Regions from separate parts of the Triticum aestivum genome. Here region 1 is linked to region 2. A link is a contact called in public Hi-C data. All regions are on one chromosome and are shown on one strand. The core of a region is the stretch at or near the end of the contact, and the rest is flanking DNA. Distances in the headings are between cores, read along the strand shown.

Region 1 (3,690 bases), core at 863-3,362, 150 kb after region 2:
CGAAGGTGAAAAGCTGGCCGGGAACGAAGATGCCCTCGTGGCGGATGTTGTCGTCGATTTGAAGGTTCGCCATCGAGCTCATGCGATCACCTGGCGGGGCCTGCGTGGGCCACCAACGTCGGTCCTAAAACCAATAGATCTCGGGTAGGGGGTCCCAAGTTTGGCGATCTAAGCTAGATGGTAATAGGAAAAATAGGGACACGATGTTTTACCTAGATTCAGACCCTCTTGATGAGATAAAACCCTACGTCTTGCTTCTTATATATTGATTGTGATGGGGTACAAAGTACAATGTTATCTACCTTGAGATCATATGAGGGAGTTCTAAGCTCTAAACAGCGTATGAGTGCCTCTACGGACTATACCCCACAACTTATATGTATAGGCACCAGGGATATGTAGGGTTTAAAAATGGTTGGTTGTAATCTAGGGATAAGTATTCTGATACTTCAGGTGCATCGTGAAGTGTATGGTACGTCTTCAATGTATCTACTTTTCCAAACACTTATATTCTTGCTTTGGACTCTAATTTGCATGATTTGAATGAAACTAATCCGAACTAATGCTGTTCTCAGCAGAACTACCTTGGTTGTAATCTAGGGATAAGTATTCCGATACTTCAGATGCATCATGAAGTGTATGCCAAGTCTTCAGAGATCTTCATTTAGATGACGACAAGGACCAGGCTAGTCAAGACCCATTCATCGACCACTGGTGGGTCCTCGGCCCGACCCACAAGTGACGGGCCAACATGATGTGCACCCCCTAGTCCGGGACACCTTCAAACGGTGGCTCCTCCTTCACGCGTGCCAGCAATGGTGGCACCGTGCCCATCTGAGGGAGCGAACGCTCCGTCATAATCTCCATCTGACGGACAAATTCTTCGTCCATCAGAGCTGTCCTCGAGAGGAGACAGGGCCGCTGCTGTAGCTGGTCCTCCTCGTCGCCGAAGGAGATGACTATCTCCTCCTTGCCGGAGGAGCCCACCATCATGGATGCAGATGGTCCCGGTCAGCGAGGGCGGTGATGCCATGAATCGCCTGACGAGGAACTTCCACCGGCCTCGCCTACCGACGCGGAGAACCAGGACTTAGGTGTCGCCTCTAGGCTCGAAGAGGAGGAAGGGCTCGGCGAGGGGGAGGAGGACGGTGCGGTGCTCGTGTGAGGGAAGTGTGGATCTGTCTCGCTGGTGCAGGGCTTAAATATCCACGCCCAAACTAGGCGAAGGGAGGGGGGTCAGCCGGCTTCAATGCGGCGCAACGGCCCGAGTTGGTTTCTCGGGACGCAGCGTTCGCATTGAAGCGGAGACGTCCGAGAGGTCGCGTTCGTCTGCGCCACCTTCCCGTCTAGTCAAATCGCGGGCATGCTCTGGGCCGACATGAATGTGACGCGGCATGCAGCGCGACGTGTGGGATGAAAAACGCGAAAGGGGCGGGTGGGAGTTTGGGTGGGTCAGGGCGGTCAGACGTGGGCATGGGAGCGGTCCGAACGCCCGCAAAGCCTCCCTTCCCATGCTTGTCTTCGGTTTGCGAGAAAAAACACGTCCAAAGTGATACAGACCCACATTAAATATACAATACGTTCTAACAACGTGGTTCGGATGCATGCAAGCGGTTTGAGGATGGCCGTTGGAGATGTCCTTAGTAGGCTCGGCGGTACGGTGGATTGTAGGGGCTGCAATTTATGCCGACAGCATTGATCTTGAGATGGATATTGGTGATGTTCGGTTTAGACATTGCTTGCAGAAAGCCAATGGCACTCCTCACGAGTTAACTAAATATTGTTACGAGAATCATATATCTTCGTAATTGGATAGATGATCCTTCACCTTTGGTTCTTGAATCTCTTGCATTATGAATAAAGTAAGCTAGGATGGCATTCCTAATAAAGAAAACATCTCATGTGATGTATATCTCTCCGTCTGCGTATCGTGAAAAGGGAGTCATTGAACTCTGAGGATACGACTAACTAATGATGATTAATACGACTAGCCTCGGCTGGAGGTCACTGCTCACATGTGCGCGTCGACGACAGCAAAGCTCGCAAAGGGCACGTCGCGTCTTACGCAACACGTGGGGTCTCCTCCAGCGGTAGCCATCCCATGAATCCATCCATCCCGAGCCCCCCGGACTGATCTTCGTGCCACATCAGCGCTGTCCACACCATGGGCCGATCAGCATATCGAGTCATCGCACGCGGCCACTGATGGATAGTGGTTATCTGAAAGACTGAAACGGACCAAAAGGCCATTCGAGTCATCGCACGTACTACACGGATAAATGCAGAAACGACCAGCAGGCCTAATAAAATGGGGCGGGGGGTAACCCCTTTTCATCAAAAAAATGACCAGCAGGCGCGTCGCATAGGATGCAACTGCTTGCCGCGTCGAACGTTCGTCAAACAAATTCTTCCAGCGACTATATAGAAATAATACGATGATCTATGACGTAAACAATAGCGGCGCCTAGGTAGGCAGGCTTTAGTATAAGACCTTGAGGAAGTGCATTATGAAACCTCATAAAAATTGATCTCGAGAAGAAAAATCTGGACGGAGAAAGAGCGCAATGTGTTGTGCGTGCGTATATGCGAGCAAGTATGGCATTGGGGAATATGCCTCTGCGGTTGATATTTCTATCCCTTTTTAAGATTCGAGAAGCGCGGTGTTCAAGAAAAGAAAAGACTCCAGAAGCACGTTTGCCAGGGATGAAAACGAGCCGAACGAATGAGACAATAATTTTTTTTCGGAGGTAATGAGACAATAATTCAATCTTCAGTAACGAGCACATTCCATTTCTTCGAGGCCAAGCAGCTTTGCCATTGCGGGGCGATCCGAGATAGAGCAGAGACAGTTAAGGTACGGCATCAAATTGATCAATGACATACTTATCAAACGAATGACGGCGGTAAGTACCCTCCCTCCATCGAAGCCCCCGGAGGCGGCAGACTTTGGGCCGTGGAGTTGTGGAGGACCCCGGGCCTACGCAAGTGGGAGAAACCTGGCTCTAGTTCTTGTTTGTTTCAGCATCTCGGATGTGAATGTGTGGTGGTGACAAGGTCCACTAATAAGAAATTAAGAATAATGTCTTCTATGTTCGATCCTCGTTTCGATGGTGTATCTAGCGTTATCAGAGAGCATGTGTTGATGGTTTCATCGTATCTTGAAGGATTTAGTGTGTGTGTTGGTCTTGAGCGGATCTGTACGGACTCCGTCTTTGTTCGTCTTCACTCGTGTGTCTACAAGTTCGATGCTTCTGAGATCTATCCTTCTCTTCATAGGCGGTTTGTTGTTGTTTTGCTGAGTTAGCCCTATAATGTCTTTACACGACGACTTCTCAATTGTTTACTACACCAAGATTTGTCCGACTTCGGAAAGAGAGTGGCGATGACGGTAGCGTGACTTCGGCTTGCTTCAATGATGATGACACGATCTCCCAGTATTTCATAAGTTGGGTCTATTCAACATCATTGTTATCCTAAAAGTGTGCTCTCATTATTGCTGACATCCTTATTACATTAACTATGCACATGGTTAAGAAAACAGAATCATCATTAATACATGAGCTAGCTCATAGGTCTACAAGGGATCTATTTGGCGATTATTTTTCTACACATGCAATTAGGTTTTCCTCTGAATCTTTCATTCAAGAACCAATGCAATTCTAATGTAGAAATATAACTAAATTATAAACA
Region 2 (3,536 bases), core at 622-3,121:
GCCAAAACGGGTTAGGTGGGACACCACACGCACTAGCTAGAGATAAGTAGCTGCTGCTGGCTACAGACGAGTACTCGTAGTACGTATACGTGTGTGGGTGAGCATCGCTGACTCATCGCTTCGTCCTTTTGGGCCTTGTCTGCACACGGGGGTGGCGAGTGGCGACCACCTTGCGTGGGGTGCAACAGTGAGAGGCGTCCGTGTCGAGAGCCTCTTTGCATATATGCATGGTCCCGTAAAGTGATGGCCGGCCACCGGCAGTGAATTACCCGCTACTGAATTCTGCTTCTAGAGTTAGGCATAAGTAATACTAGTACTAGTGTTATATGACGAACTATGTAAACTATGATTAAGATCGGTCATATCATAATGGTTTAGCGCGGGGTACCATTTTCTCCTAATTACTCATCGCTGTTCCATAATCTTTTTACCATTTTCTCCTAATAATTACTACTCACAGCCATCCCATCGTTATTCCAGACCGTTTTTTAAACATGGATATACTTTTCTTTTCTTTTTTTCTAGTAGTTGAACCTATACAGCCCCGGGATGTCCTTTTCCATTCGTCCCGTGTCTCAGGGCATTGCATGTGAGCTAGCACTGCTGCTTTGAGCGTAGCTTTCCCCACCATGCATGGTAGCAAGTACAATATGTCTGGGTGTGTCAAGTGATGCTACTGCCGAAGTTTTTTCCTAACTTGCAGAACGAATGAGACGTCCGGATTACGATTGTTTCACGCCAGTTAAATAAGATGACGGTTGACTAAAAACGTGGGGTAGTTGCAATCCAAAATAAAAAAACTAGGTACGTATGGACTTTGTCGAACTGACTTTTAAGTTGGGGAGATAGGCTTGCATGCGTGGGACTTTTAACCAGCATACGTGGGTCGTTCTACGCAACAGCTGTTGCCGTTCCTTGTCTTTGCATGCGTGCATGGAACATGCATGCAACATAACTTGGGAGTACTTCTTGGATGTGTGCGTCCTTACCGGCGATGATGTCGGCGCCGCCGCTGATGAACTTGGACACGCTGTGGACGACGATGTCGGCGCCGAGCCGCGCGGGCGAGACGACGACGGGGGTGAAGGTGTTGTCCACCACCAGCTTGGCCCCGGCCTCGTGCGCCACCCGCGCCAGCATCGGGATGTCGGCCACGGCCAGCGTCGGGTTCGACATCGTCTCCACGTACACCACCCGCGTCTCCCCCGGCCTTATGGCCGCGCGCACGGCCGCCTCGTCGTCCGCATCCACGAACGTCGCCTGCACGCCGGAGGTGCGCGGCAGGAACCGGGACAGCAGCGCGTGGGTGCCGCCGTACAGGCAGCGCGACGCCACCACGTGCCCGCCGGCGCCCACCAGCTGCATCAGCACGCAGGAGATGGCCGACATGCCGGACGCCGTGCAGTAGGCGGCCTCGGTCCCCTCCAGCGCGGCCATCTGCCGCCCCAGCGCCAGCACCGTCGGGTTGAAGTGGCGGCTGTAGATGTACAGGTCGCCGCGCTCCGGGCCCAGCTCCCCCGTGAAGAGCCGGCGCATGGTGTCCGGCTCCATCACGGTGAACGTGGCCGAGGCCTCGATGGACATGTTCACGCCGCCGTGCTCCCCGAACTCATGCCGCGCCGCGGCCAGTGCCGCCGCCGGGTCCGACTCCCGGCGGCGCGCCTTGGGCGCCTTCTCCTCCGTGCTGCCGTTGTCGTCGCCGAAGCCGTCGTTCTGCGGCGGCGGGCGCTTGAGGAGGGTGAGGGGCTCGGCGGCGGCGAGGACGTGGGCCATTGGGATCGTAGGACGGATGACTGGATGTTTTCTTTTTGCAGAGAAGAGAGCGCGAGCGGGATCGATCAAGAGCTGTGTGGGGAAGCTAGCAGGGGACGGTGCCAATTTATAGCCGATGATCAGGAATTCAGGATCTGGCAGGTAGTCCGGAGTTGGGAGAGCTGCGAGCCGTGAACGTGGACATACGTACGGGCACAGGATTGGAAGGAGCAACGTGCCGGGGCAAAAGAAAAAGAAAAAGATCGTACCGTTCTTTGTAAATTGTAACGTCAATAATAATGCACGGCAAGTGTAATGTTGATGTATATAGACGTATTTTAGAGTATAGATTCGTTCTGTATGTAGTTCACATTAAGATCTCTAAAAAAGGCTTTATATTTAAGAGCAGAGGGAGTAAATTTTATGGGACAGTTCGTAAGCTAATTTGCCCTTTAACCGGCCAGCCAGGGTGAATGTGTACGTACAAACAAAGCAGGTTCAATGCACTTATGTTCGGCGGTGAAAAGAGACGGCGTCCATGTTCAATGAACCGAAACGCAGGCCTCCTATACGAAGGCGACCATTACTAGCAGCAGTCAAAATTGGCCGCCATGCATGCTAATTCTGGTACGTACTCCACAAAGATAGACGATTCGTGCAGATTTCGAATGAATCTGGCCATGAATCTTCCCAAATCTGGCAGGAAAAGTGAGCATCCGAAGGCAAACCGTATCAGGATGCTGCGTCTATCCGCATCTGGGCTCGCCATTTTTTTAGATGGATGCGTTCCATCACGATCACGGAGTCACGAGTGTTTGACTGATCCTAGCTGGCCCATCGACCAGAAGGCAAACTCGTGTTCAACTTCTCCTTCCAAACCAAACGTATTGGCGTGCGTGTAATCGCGTAACTGTGCAAGTTCTTTTCCTTCTTGTTCTGAACGACGAACTCGATCACAGCCACAGGGTTTCTGATAGGAAATTCTAACGAGCGAACTTTGAATTTCAGTACTACAATGCCAGCCAATCCCGTGCGGAAGTTCTACTTGTGTGCAAACACATCACCATCAAACCACGATTGATATGCAAAAGGAAACATTGCTAGTGCACACACAAATAAGAGAGTAGAATCACTAAGTGCGCACAAGCAAAAATCAAACGTGCTCTTAAAGAAAATAAAATTACATTCAAAATCTTGAAGGCTTCGAAGTCTTCTTCCTAACATTCATTCATTTAAAGATGTTTTATGAAAGAAAGAAAGAAAAAAAATTAGCCAAAAGAGCAAAACAACTACTCTTTTTGGGGTATTACAATCTTCGGTTATCAGTTCATGAAGGCTCGAAGGGACCTCAACAATCAGTTCTTGGTCCCATTGTCTCATGGCTAGCATCGCTAATTCATGAGCAACGTGGTAAACATCAACACACTCATCGCCATATCAAAGATGATCGGGTAACGCCGTGACTTAGAGGGGGGTTGTTGAATCAATTCTTTCACAAGCATGAACAATTCACTAGGACAACCGGGCCTCAGTGTACACCATTTTATAATACAATAGCATTGGACAATTAAAAACTTCAATACAATGTTCTCTTCGAAGATCGATTCGATGTAATATTTTTGCGGCGTGTTTGTTGGGATCCGATGAATTGTGGGTTTATGATCATATTATTCATTGATAATAATTCAGTCTTTTTTGAACTATATTATGTGTGATTGTTATAGCTTTATTTTTCTCTCCGATCTATCCATATAGTTTGGCCAATTAGATCAATTTATCTTCAG

The links. Hi-C and Micro-C count contacts between places; a contact is called where the count stands out from the background.
Region 1: a Hi-C map of leaf shows a contact between it and region 2, with 5 times the contacts expected there. The contact joins the enhancer-like site here to the promoter of LOC123048811 in region 2. A contact is called at or near these places in 3 of 5 Hi-C or Micro-C datasets (leaf and an unstated tissue).

Annotation. Positions count from the first base shown.
Region 1 is chr1A:328,755,204-328,758,893 of IWGSC CS RefSeq v2.1, forward strand. No RefSeq gene overlaps it. Among protein-coding and RNA genes, the nearest start is that of LOC123048833, 100 kb to the right of the region's middle. Within about 2 kb of position 2,113, at least 3 of the 8 cell types and tissues checked have an H3K27ac peak or open chromatin away from gene starts, as enhancers often do. A contact at or near this core is called in leaf, where this site is marked.
Region 2 is chr1A:328,603,674-328,607,209 of IWGSC CS RefSeq v2.1, forward strand. It overlaps LOC123048811 (methionine gamma-lyase), which reads right to left and starts at 1,872. Exons shown (of 2, transcript XM_044471844.1): 1 at 990-1,872. The coding sequence starts at 1,773.